2 separate regions of the Sus scrofa genome follow, and region 1 is linked to region 2. The links are chromatin contacts, called in public Hi-C maps. All regions are on one chromosome and are shown on one strand. The core of a region is the stretch at or near the end of the contact, and the rest is flanking DNA. Distances in the headings are between cores, read along the strand shown. Region 1 overlaps INPP4B (type II inositol 3,4-bisphosphate 4-phosphatase). Region 2 overlaps INPP4B (type II inositol 3,4-bisphosphate 4-phosphatase).

Region 1 (6,870 bases), core at 2,571-5,070, 250 kb before region 2:
AAAGGAAAAACTAAAACTCCCGGCACATACATTTTGATTACCAGTATTAACCCCAGTGTTTGTCTCTTCAAGTATTTTTATCTTCCCCTGTTCCTCAAAGAAGTCAAAAATAATAAATATAGGGCTACTTAAGAAAAAAAACAATTAGTCAATATAAAAAAAGACTTTGGTTTATATTCCTTTATTTGATTTCCACTATTTATGAGGAACCATGAAGCAACAGCCAAAACTACAAGGATAATAAACTTGCACTTATTAACCTGTAGCTAATAGTCTTCCAAATATTTTATACATATTAACTTCTTTAATCCTTACAACCACCCCACCAGGTAAATATAAATGAGGAAAGAAGGATATCAAGAGTCAACTCTCCCAGAGTCACAAAGCTAATAAGTGGAACAGACACCAGACAGTCTGCCTTCTCAACAACTCTCAGAAATAGAAACCATCACTGTTTCTATTCCAGCTAGGTGCTTTTCCTCTGCCATTTGAAAGAAATGAACTTTTCTGGGGCTAAGATGACTAGAAATTCCTTCAGTAGAGAACGTTTGTTTCTCTATTAAATATCCCCATCTACCTATATTATATATTTTGTGGAAAAGAATGGAAGAGAAAGAAAGAATTACGAGAGAGACAGAAATGCCTAGTAAGAGCAGAGTGTAAAGCTGCATTTCCCCTCAACCAGGTATGTGTGGCTCTCCAGGCCCAGCCAGCATCCCTGTGTTTTCAGCCAGAATTCTCCCGGAAGCTACTGGCCTACCTGCCCTGGAAGTGGTTCCTGGCTTGTCCTTCACTGTGATATCACCACTGCCATAGCTTCCCTCCACCTCCCCCTACCTTGAAAACAGACAAAAATTCCTGCTAATGGAGGAGATTTAAAGAGGGCTCCCTTTAAACCACCCCCTTCCCGACATCTACCAATAGCATTCTCTCCTATCCAGGGATTGTCACTGTGGTCTCCATAGACAGTGCCTGGGGACCTCATGGTCTCACTTGAATCCACTGATTCAAGTGGGGGGAAAAGTGAGACCCTGGAGAAAACCTGAAGGACAAAAGACTATCAGGACTTGACCTGACCTTCCTGTAAAATTGGTCAATGAAAGCTTCTGCCCTAGTGCTGGCAGTTACTTCCTCCTCTGCTTTGGTGCCAGGAATATCAGAGGAACAGAGAGGGTTTTGCTTATTCAGAAGGTCAAAGCATAAAGTGTGAAAGCAGAGCACTTTATCCATCCCACTTTACCATAATGACAACATCTAGAAAGATTTGACTTGTTATTCATTCTTTTCCACTTGCTTTCTATCCACAAGGTTACTCCTTCAGCAACTCCTTAAAGCAACAATAATAAAAATGTAAACCAAGACATCCAGCCAGCCTTCCCGAAAAGGAGGAAAACCCATTCTGAAAAGCTTTTGCTGCTGCTCACCAATTGCCAATGTGGCACTAAGCCAAATGAGTCTGAGGGGAAAAAAAAAATCCCAGCAAACCATAAACATAAGACTAGCATAAACACAGTACAAAGACCCTCTTTGAAAAAAACGTCAGTTAGATCGAAAACCCAAAAAAGGGAAAAGCACATTTCTTTTCCCAAAAAGTACAAGTACTTACGGTGTCATGAGACTTATCCTTGACATCATAGACTGTTAGTTTTATTTTGGTCTCCTCATAGATGGGATACTCAGATGGGAATGTGACACCAGTCAAGAACAGTGGGTCTCTTGTTCCCTGTAACAGCACAAGCAGACAACTTTGATTCAATAAGGCAGCAACTGCAGTCGACAGCATGCGGTGACACAGGAGAATGCAGAAAGTGTCTGGGTCTGTTTGTTTTTCTAGGAAATAGTTGTATTAGAAGAGAGATCTGAATTGCCAAATGATGCGCATGGGGAACCACTTGGCCCTGGGCCCCAAAGTACTGACAGAGCTGCATCATTGTCAGAGCTGCTAAAATATCCTGAAAAACAATTTATTTTCACTATATGCTGAACCCTTCCTTAGGGTCAATTGTCAGTGCATGTAGCATATATTCAATGGACATAACTTGTGATTTATGCAAATAACCTAAGATTGTGACTGATCAAATTAAAAGGAAGCTATTTTCTTATCAAGAACCATTTGGTAATCTTACGCTGTCCATTTATTTCCTGTATGCAATGATTCAATGGAAAGTGATGCTCTGATAGCGTTCATTTGTTTTTAGATGTTGAGCTGTGTTTTTTTGTTGTTGTTGTTTTTTCCCCTTAGACTGATTTGAAAACTAATGGAAGAAACTAAAGATGATGGATTTGGGGCTATGAAATGACTAGCTCAGCATGCAGTGCACAGGGTGTTTCCAGGCCGCAGAATTCATTTTTAGGGAGCTGACATCCAACATTAAATTTTATTTCTATGTTTAAATATGTATGTTGCTGAATATCATAGAGATGTTTGCTAGAGGTCTGTAAACTTGTCTATGGAAGCTCAAGTTATTCACGTATTCCTTGCTTTCTTCCTTTCACTCAACAAATACCACTTTTTGTTTGGTACTGTGTGTTAGACATTTTGGAACAGGCAGTGAATGAAAGAGTCAAGGACAGCTGTATATATTCAAATAAATGTGTCAGAAGAGATCATTCCTTTTAAGTTTTGTCAATACTTTAACAAATTAAGCTGGAATAATGCTTGAAAATATTTTTCACATACATGAACAATGTTACAATTTTAGTGTTCTTTCAATGATTGAATACCACTATTTTTGTTTATTAACTACAAACTGTACCAGCATTAGAACCTCAAGTTTCCCAAGGGCAGATTCAAGGCTACGTGCAGGATCTGGGCCATTCCCATTAGAGAAGTGAGTGGAGTTTAGTGTGAATCATTTATTCCCCCAACAGCACTGAGCAAGCCAGGTCTGGGGGAGGCAACTTAGGCTCTTACAGAGGAACTCCTCTTGTAAAACACGCAGGGCCCCCGAATCTAAGAAAAGCAAAGCTTGAGGAGTTCAGAGGACACTTTCTTTAGTCTCAGATGTTTAAATAATTATCTCTCAGTCACTAAGGCTGTGAACTATGTGTGATGAGAACAAAATAATCAAAAGGGAAACACTTCCTCTTTTGAATCTGATCCAACACAATAACAAGTTTCCTCCTGACACATTTTGAGGATTATATAAGTTACAATAAATGTAAATAGGAAATTTCCCATCCATGAGTAATATTTACACCTTTTGCCTAGGAATATTACAGTGTTTAATCATCTACCTTTCTTCATAAAACATCATACTTTTAAAAAGACAGCCACAGCCAGCAGAGAATATGAAGTTTCCTCACAGTCTGAAGAATAGAGGACAAAAATGAAAAGGGAAAAACACTTAGGTTTAAAACCTCTCTGGGTACTTTAAAACTCCTCCCCCCCAAAAGAAATATTCATTCCATTTACTTTAAAATGTAAAATTTGTGCTTCCCGCACAAATTTTGGTACTCTATTCAAAGATTCAAAGTGTGGTTTTCTTTCTCTTTTCTAAAGAAAAGTAGGTCTTTTTTAAAAAAAAGCAAATTCCGCCCCCCCATTTGTTTATTCTGGTAAATTACAAAGGCGTGCTTAGTAACCTCAGGTAAGCTTTCCGAAAGGACAGAGGGTAGCAGCCCAGCAGAGCTGCAGGCTATGATCTAACTTATTTCGGCTGTTTGCTCAAATCCAGAGAGCGACTGAGAGATAGCGAGAGGAAGGCAGGCGCAGCACACTCACCTCCACAATTTCCGTGCAGGAGTATCTTGTCAGACTCTGCTCGGCGGGGTGAACAACTGCGATCTGCACCAGGGTATTCAGCTTCCGATCACGGACGGGAGCCACAAGATCCTTGCAAGCTGGCAATGGCAAAGGAAAGAGAAACAGGAGAAACTAACCCTGTATCTCAGGGGAAAGCGTCTGTCCCAGGGTGGAAGTCAACTTAGCCGCGGCGAGGAATTAAATCTTCTGGGACGGGGGCTGAGTTTACAGAGGAAGTCCCTTGGAAGTACCTTACAGAAATAGGAAGTCACGTGCTGCCGAGCTGAATTGAAAATTCATTTCCACTGACCACATGTGCAGTTCTTGCAAGTCTCGACTGCTCTGGGATCCCAGCTCTAACGTGGAACTGTGCACACACAGCTCAGGGTCTTGAGTGGCTTTAATTAGTCTTTAAACCCTAGGCTTTAATTCACTCTCCTAGACTAAGTCTACGACGTTGGGCCACATCCGGGAAACTTTACAGCTGCTCCCAGTGCACCCTGGCTGCATTAGTTCAGATGTTGGAACCCACAAACTTGGTCCTTATCTATCTGTTCGCTAGAGCTGACCTCCTACTGTCCTACACGGGGACAGACACAGGAAAGAGAGGCTGCCCTATCACAGCAGCACACAAGCCCCAGGCTAGGGGCGGGTGGGGTGGGGGGAGGTTAAAGGGGTTGTCCGTCGTTCCTGTCGGGGATCCCTGCCAAGTCCAGAGGCAGAAATGTGGGGAAAGGATGGGTTAATTCTTGACCAGGGGCCGCAAAAGTAAGAACTTTCCCTTGTGATACCAGGCTCATATTACAGACTCTCCTCACCATACCAAATTTACTTGAATATTTTCTCCTTCCACACATCATTCCCACCATTTGGGGAAGAAAAATTAAAAAAAAAAAAAATTTCTTTACTGCCAGTCTAAGGTCTCCTCCCCCTGTGTTTCCCCATCTGGCTTTGAAATGGTAATTTTACAACCTGCATTTGGATTGCTAAGGATAATGCAAAGAGTCCTCACCAGGGATCAGTTAAGCAGAGCTGGTGGTTGGGGACAGGTGGAGGCTGGGACAGGGGTACTGAGAAGTAGCCCAGGATCCTGGGTTCAAAGTGGGAGTGTGCCTGGCTTTAGACCATCCACATCTCACACATCTGACCAGCGCAGAAAGGGACAGAAGGACCCATGTATTTAAGCTACACTGTGGCTCTGTAGCCCTGCACAGGGCCTTCATCTCCTAGGACGGAGATACTATGGCTTAAACCTAAGACTTGAAAGCAAAGAATATTATAAGTGTAATTATCACCTTTCCATCCTTACAAATCAGCTCATTCGTAGAAGCAGAATAGGATAAAGGCAAAAGCAGGAGTTTTGGAATGGAACAGGCCTGATTTTCAGCTGGTTCTACCAGTTAAGTGATGCTGGGCAAATTATTTAACTTCTTGATAGACCTTGAGATCCTTTTATGCCTATATATTTTGCTACAAATTTTCCTTATTTAAACCACATGTCTCTAACCATACAGGAAAGCATGCATGAAAAAAATAACTTTTTTAGCCATCATTATTTTTGAGGCTGTTTGCCAATTATTTCTTTATTTCTCAAAATGGAGCTTTGAATTACTATTTTGATTTGACATACTAAGAACTAGAGGCTTAGAAATATTAAGTGGTCACATTTATATTACTAGAACTCTCTGGTAGTTTTCTTGCATCATATTCCAGCAGCTCCATTTCTTTTCTTGGCATACTAAATTCCTCTCCTGCACAAGGACGCCTCTCTTTAGAAGACCCATTGCCATAATTCTTTATTGTCTAACCCAAGGGATCTACAATTTTAGAAAATACTGATGCAAGGTTTTGATAATACCAAGGTATCACCGGAAGGGGGAAAAAAAAGATTTAGTCTTTACTGTTCTTTGGTGGTTATTTTGATCATTTCCTCCACTTGCCTAATGAATGTTTAATTTTATCACTCATTCTCTTGGCTTTCTCGTCACAGTATACAGCTCTCCCTCCGTTCACTGATATTGACATATATCTGTCCTTAGATTTTGAAGTTGGAGTCAATTTGTTTCAAACACATGCATCGTTGTCTACTTTCTGCTGATAGCTTCATTTTTACCTTACTAACTTATGACACATTTGCTCAAAATAAGTTACTTCTTTTCTTATTTCTTATCAGGCTTGATTGTGGGCTGTGGTTGTTTCTCAGAAGTGAGCAGCTGTTTCTTCATTTTATCAGAGAACCTCTAAGACTCAGTTCTAATAAAAACAGAAAATCTCCATTAAACTCAAATGTTCTGTCCAACTGCATTTGCAGATCCACCAGTACTGATGAAGTAAAAACAACCATAATGGCATTATCTATTTCTTTATAGTCTAGATCTAAAAAGAGGCAAAGAAAACAACAACAACTAAAGTCATGTCTTAGGCTGCCCAGATCTCTTTTCTGCCCAACAACTCAGATACTTTATTATTCCCTAATTTTACGTAGCAAGACCTTAGGGAAAGACCCTGACATCAGTCAGAATCCCTGAGCTGTATTCCCCGATTCACCATTTTCTACTTATGTGACATTGTCAAACTTGATTTCTTCATCTATTTACCTATTCCTCAGGGGGAGGTAAGGAAGATAATAGGGGATAAATTAGGAGATTGGGATTAATATATACATATTAATTAGGAAGTTGGGATAACATAACATATATATGTTAGTCCCAACAAGGACCTACTGTTTAGCACAGGCAACTCCACTAAATATTTTGTAATAATCTATAAGGGGAGAGATTCTGAAGATACACACACACACACACACACACATACACTAAATTGCTATGCTATACACTTGAAACTAACACAATATTGTAAATCAACTCTACTTCAACAAAAAGTTTTAAAGAAATCAAATACTTTTTATGAAAGGATTTTTCCAGGTAAAATAAAAGTTACTAATATCATTATACTAATATTTACCAATAGCGATGCCAACACTTACCAATAGTGTTTTATTCTTCTGTAAAATGGTTTTTATTGACTTAGTCATGTAGTCAGACAGCTCCTTAAAAGTGGTCACTAGCTTCAATATTTCTTTGGAAATGCCCAACCAGGACATGAGTCATCGCATTTCATAAGGT
Region 2 (6,516 bases), core at 398-2,897:
CCATAATTTGCCAGTACCACATAGAATGAATGTGTTTCCCAGCTTCCTGAAGAAAATGAGATGTCTACCACAAGTTTTGTGAGAGTTTACACAGAATACCAATCTACCACGTTTTTAATAATTTTAACGAGTTAGTAAGAACAAGCCTCAAAAGCTAAGCATAGCCTAAGAATGGAAAATGAGTTGTTTATTGCCAATGCAGTAAAAACGAGCTCCACGATCATGATCTCCAAGCCCTTCACACATCCTGTACAAAGATCTATCAATATCTGATCTACGCCCAGCTACCGTATCACCAATTGGATCAAACATCCAACTTCTTTCAGGAAAAATAGACAGTAACATTCTAATCAAATGATTAATTGTCATTGTTAGCGATATTTATATCAGTTCAAAAGTTGGGACAAGAGAGGGAGTTCCCGTTGTGGCTCAGCAGGTTAAGAACCCAACTAGCATCCTTGAGGATGCGGGTTCGATCCCTGGCCTTGCTCAGTGGGTTGGGGATCTGGTGTTGCTGCAAGCTGCGGTGTAGGTCCCAGATACAGCTCCAGTCTGTGGCATCTGGCACTGTTGTGCCTGTGGTGTAGGCTGGCAGCTGTAGCTCCTATTGGATCCCTAGCTTAGGAACTTCCACATGCTGCAGGTGCAGCCCTAAAAAAATAAGTTGGAACAAGAGTAATTTTATCTGTCCTAGTATTTTCAGACATAATAATTTTATGTCTGAGGCTATTTTCAACTGTGGGATTTTAATGCATTAACTCCAAGAAAACATTATTATACACCTTATCTTTACAAAAACTGGAGAAGCACATGATCATGAGCTTCACTCCTCTCATCAGTGAGTGTGTGTGTGTATGTGTGTGTGTGTGGTGAGTGTATGCGGGGTGGCATTCTTTCATGAACAACCTTCCCTGTCTGTACTCCCTCAGACGAGTTGTTCATCCTCTTAGAAAGCTTCAGGCAAATTCCATAACTTTCCAAACTCCATCTCAGGTAGTAACTTCTCTTTTGAACTCAGTTCCATATTTCCATTCCTGTTTGATTTCGTTTTGCCATCTCGCCATCCTCAATAATTCTAAAGGTGAATTCATCACCTCCTCAGCCATCACCCGCCAAACACATGTACAGTGTTATGTGATCACTCAAGGTAAGTAAGCCTCCTAGTTCCATTTCTTATACATAACAAAAGCAGGATGAAATTATAGTTATGACCAATCTTGTCATAACCCTCGTTCTCCAATTTTGCCTTCAGAATAACCCTGTGGTAAGTATTATTCTCTTACTTTATTGAAGTGGACAATAGTATACCAAGTTGTGTAGACTGTCAAATATAAAAGCACTGGCAGGGTGGACAGGCAGAGCTGCAAATACAGATCAATGAGGTTAATAATCATTGTATGAAGAATGCTAAGTGTGCTGAAACTAAATTTTATGGAAGTGAAGTTTGAGACTTCCTTAATGAAATTAATAGTTAATTAAGCACCAACTATATGCCAGTATCTATTTTAAGTTAATGTTAATATCCTAAGTTACTACTAACTCACTTAATTATTTAAGTCTATTTCTTTAACAGTTTTGTAGAAGACAGCAGTATGAGATCCCATGGGTGAAGTAGCCTGCATAAGGTCAGGTGGCAAAAAGCTAATAATAAATCAGCAATCTGGGATTTGAATGCAGGCCATCTGGCTCCTGAGAAATGTCCCTGCTACATCCTGCTCTCTGAAATGAAGAATAAGGAAGTAATGGAGGGGAGAAGTAACAGTAAATGCCAAGTCATCAAAGTAGGGATAAGTCAATCACACAGGCATGGGGATCAACCAGGTTGTATGGGCTCTGAAGTCACTCCTGGCTGAGAAATCAGATGGAAATGAGGTTGGAAGGATCCGGGATGCAGCAGCAGCAGCAGCAGTAGCGGCAGTAGCAGCAGCAAAGTGGTCATTGAATGTCAGGCTGAGTTGTTCAGATGTCTGGAACCGCCCAAAGGGAACTTGACCCTCTGTATAATTTAATCCGCATCAACGCACAGGCAAATGAACATGTTGAGGAGAAACGCGCTGGTGCATATGGAAGTGGGAGGTAGTTTCTTAATGTGGAGCTAAAACAGTTTGTTTGAAACTGGCAGCATCTCGAACTCAAAATACTTCACATACATCTGTGTCATTGAACTATTTGCAAATGATGAAGAAAGTCACAGGCTGAGGACAGGTGCCCTGGTCACATACCAGCCTTGACCTTATTCTGGAGGGTTAAGTACTGGAAACATGGGATGGCTGTTCCAGAGCTAGCAAGCTGTGTGCTTCCACACCAACTTCAATGCCAGGAGTGCCTTAACTGAACATCTGGCTAATAATACACCTTCCATTTATTAACACACTTACTCACTGCATCTGCTCTGCGCCAGGAAATTACATGGGCCAAGTAATGGCAGCATGATTTCAAATGTTTGCCTCATCACCTACTAACATAATTAAAGAATAACAATCACAGTCGTGGAGAAAATCTTGGTTAACTCTTTTTTTTTTTTTTTTTGTCTTTTTGTCTTTTTAGGGCCGCACCTGCAGCATATGGAGATTCCCAGGCTAGGGGTCTAATGGGAGCTGCACTGCCTGCTTATGCCAGAGCCACAGCAATGCCAGATCCTTAATCCACTGAGTGAGGCCAGGGATCAAACCCGCAAACTCATGGTTCCTAGTCAGATTCACTAACCACTGAGCCACAATGGGAACTCCGGTTAACTCTTTTTTCAAGAACAGTTCTAAACAGAGATACAGAAAATACAAAACCTACTGATAATCTTATGAAAGCAAAACAATAATTCTCAAATATAACAACTTTGATATGAAAGAAAGTATTGCTTTAGCCTATGTACTAGTTGAGTTAGTCTGCTCACTGCACCCACTAAAACAATTTTTAAAAATCTTAAAAGTGATAAGGGTATAACATATACATTAGTATTTTCCTTGATAAAACTGGTTTCAGGAAAGGAAATTTTAGGAGTTCCCTGGTAGCCTAGTGGGTAAAGATTCAGCATTGTCACTACTGTGACTCAAATTTGATCCCTAGCCCAGGAATTTCTGCATGCCACAGGTGCAACAACAACAAAAGAGGAAGTCTTTTCTAACTTTTGCTAAGGCATTTTTAAAGGTGTTTTTAAAAATGCATTGAAAGAATTTTTCGAAAAAAGAGAAAGGGGAACAACTTTACCTTTCTCCTAATCATTTAAAAACTCATAGTCAATCACCTAAGAGTGAGATCCAACTGATGACTAAAATCCAACAGATTAGTCTGAATATTTCTGGTAATGTGAACCTGACATGACCAGATAATAACTGCATTATTTAAAAAAACATTACTAGTATCTACTGAATATTGGCTGATATCACAATTTTCTTATTACTTTCTGGAAAAAAAATTTAAGATACTTTTACCTGCTCTTTTAGGGACTAAACAATTCTATGTGTCACAATTCATGAAAACAGCATTTTTTTTTCATATTTCTAGGTTGTTTGTCAACTGGTGAGCAAACACCCATAATGCTCCTTGGCATCTATCAAAATATTCTGAGTCGCTTGTAACAACAGAGCACTGATCCAGGAAAGTTTAGACATTACTAAGTAAACAGTGCACAGATGTGGGTGCTGAAAAATTAATACCACACCACCTTCTGATAAGCTGTTGCTCCAAAAATGCTTCTGCAAAAACAGCATGAAACAAGCCCAAAGCACAAATAGTCATGCAATCACAACATAAATGAATCATAAAGCATTAAAACAGAAATGTCAAGCTCTGGCATCAGGTACAATTTGTGACAAATTACTCAGCCTCACACCTATTTCTTCATGCCATCTCACTGGTAGAGAGAATACTGGAAGTAAGAGTAACTTGTCACCTGTGAACAAAAAGCAGTTTTAAAATAATGTTTAAATAGTTTTTGATGTTTGTAATCTTCCTTCTTATATCTCAGAAAAAAATCCACTTTCATTCTGAATGTTCAAAATAAGTACTTACTATTCTCAGATAAGATGTTCTAATAAAGTACCAATTTTATCACAAATGAAGGCCACGGGAACCCTAGGAGGTTGCTGCTGACATCTAGTGGCATAATTTTTTCAATGCTAAATGTATCACAAATGTATATCCAGAGAGAGGGGATAGATGTACCACAAACATATGTCTTGCAAAGTCTAGTAGACATCCTATGCTACAAATTATTTGCTTCTGCTCACACCACTCTACCTCCAGTGACTCGCTTCCCCTTCCAAAATAATGCTACTGCTACAAAACTGGAGAAATGAAAACCAACACATCTGTTAAAGCCTTAAGAGAACTGAGTCCCCCAAAATGCCTAGTCCATTACGGAATTGCCCCAATTCCCAAAGGCTCTGCCCCAACCTCAGTAGTCTTAATTTTATCTCAACTTCCCAAATAACCAGAGCCCTTCCCCAAACTCCACACCTAGCATTTAGGTACTTTCAGGGTCATGGTCTAAAGAGACTTGCTTATAGAGCTGGGATATGTTAATTCACATTCATACCCACAAACACACATGCTCACACGGTCACGAAGTATAAAATAATGCCATTTGCAGCAACATGGATGGACCTAGAGATTATCATACTAAGTGAAGTCAGTCAGACAGAAAAAGACAAATACCATATGGTATCACATATGTGGAATCTAAAATATGACACAAATAACCTATCTATGAAATAACAATTGACCCACAGATACAGAGAACAAACTTGTGGTCGCCAAGGGGTGTAAGGGTGTAAGGGAGGAATGGACTGGGAGTTTGGGATTAGCAGATGCAAACTATTATATTATAGAATGGATAAACAACAAGATCCTACTGTATAGCACAGGGAACTATATTCAATAGCTTATGATAAATCATAATGGGAAAGAATATGAAAAGTATATATATATATATACACATATATATATACATAAGACTGAGTCACTTGCTATAGAGCAGAAGTTCACACAGCAGTGTAAATCAACTATACTTCAATAAAACTTTCAAAAAACGGTCATGAACTCCCTGTGCATGAGATTCAATATTTATTGAAAATTTTAAAATAGCTATCAGGGACTGCTTTAATGTTTCCAACCATCCACATGAACGATGAAATTGAGATTGATGTAAAAAATGATAAGAAGCATAGAGATAATTTCTACAGGCAAGCAAAAAGATTTACTCTAGAGCCTCTATCCATATGCAGGTATGTGCAGACAAGGGATGTGTGTGTGCAGAACAAGAGCAAGACAAGTTCGGCACGCACCCCATTCCCACGAAAGCACTTGTGAGTATAAGAGGTAAACACCAAATCGATGAATGAATGAATAAATGAATAAGGTGGCAAATTACAATAGAACTTTCCCCCTATTGATTCTGATGTAAGGTATGTTATATAGGCAGTGTTGTTTTGCTCTTTAGGCAAAAGTGCCTTTGTGGAGTAGTTCAGGTTAGATTTTTCTCCCATGACATGTGCAAAGGAGCACAAAGCCAGTGCGTGATTAAGTTGGGTAATATCCCTTTGGTTAAGGGAGTGTATGTTCATAATTGGAAATTATTTGCTCTATAAATTGGTACAGTTGAATTTAGATTTTATTCACATTGAAAAGATGTGATAAAGGGAGAAGAGCTTCTCAAGTTGGTCCTAATTTAGCAATGTTTAAATAATACAAAACATTGCTAAATTATAATTCTCATAGTACAAAGGCATCTTCTGGCCGTTTAAATATTCGTTCAATGGAAATCTTAGAGACACGAGAAGCTCATTCATTCAAAGCCTGTCTACTTCACTCACATGTGGGACTAAAAGTAGATGACAGAAGAATCTTTTTTACAATCTCACTGAAGGAAAAATAAATCCTGTGTCTGTGTATATACATTTACACACAAAAAAATTATACATATGTATATAAATCCATGCACACATGAGAACTATTACATAGCAATGCGGAGAAATCAATGACAATGTGGTAGATACTGTATCTAGGTTACTTTACTGAATGAATATGAGTTAAGGAAGAGAAATACTTGTAGCATGATGTAGAACGCAGAAGGCTCCCTAAAGAGATATTTTAAGGTTATGAAGGCTTTGGAATAAGGAAGAAAAAAGACTGGGCATTCCAAGCGGAGTTTTCAGCATAAGGAACAGCAAGAATGTTTAGGGGATGAGGTGGAGTATGAGACAGACAAGTACGGTAAGAAACACAGGTGGAGAATCAACATAAGAACTTGAATATTAGCAGGAGACAATTCTTGACAACGCTACGGCTTATAGTCTTGGGAGTTTTCTTTAAAGTTTTAAAAAGGTAGAGTATATCACAGAATCTAATACTCTAAAGAGTAAAGGATATCTTCGTATTTTTGCAAATGACAAAATCATAAAACAAAAAGGGGAAATTCATAATAACTCTTCCTCATACACAGTCCTCTCTAAGAATTAGGTTTTAATCTCTTCTCCATGAAAGTGTTCAAAGGTTTATTCACTGGCTTTCAGTTTAAAT

The links. A called contact is a pair of places that touch in the nucleus more often than the background predicts.
Region 1: a Hi-C map of skeletal muscle shows a contact between it and region 2, with 5 times the contacts expected there. The contact joins two enhancer-like sites. A contact is called at or near these places in 1 of 47 Hi-C or Micro-C datasets (skeletal muscle) and 1 of 2 datasets of contacts at active chromatin or transcription factors (skeletal muscle).

The regions. Positions count from the first base shown.
Region 1 is chr8:85,195,166-85,202,035 of Sscrofa11.1, reverse strand. INPP4B (type II inositol 3,4-bisphosphate 4-phosphatase) reads right to left here. Exons shown (of 30, transcript XM_021100673.1): 6 at 3,725-3,843; 7 at 1,607-1,723. Among named protein-coding and RNA genes, the nearest start is that of INPP4B, 390 kb to the right of the region's middle. Within about 2 kb of position 3,820, at least 45 of the 83 cell types and tissues checked have an H3K27ac peak or open chromatin away from gene starts, as enhancers often do. A contact at or near this core is called in skeletal muscle, where this site is marked.
Region 2 is chr8:84,943,897-84,950,412 of Sscrofa11.1, reverse strand. All of the region lies in intron 2 of INPP4B (type II inositol 3,4-bisphosphate 4-phosphatase), which reads right to left. Among named protein-coding and RNA genes, the nearest start is that of INPP4B, 140 kb to the right of the region's middle. Within about 2 kb of position 1,647, at least 1 of the 83 cell types and tissues checked has an H3K27ac peak or open chromatin away from gene starts, as enhancers often do. A contact at or near this core is called in skeletal muscle, where this site is marked.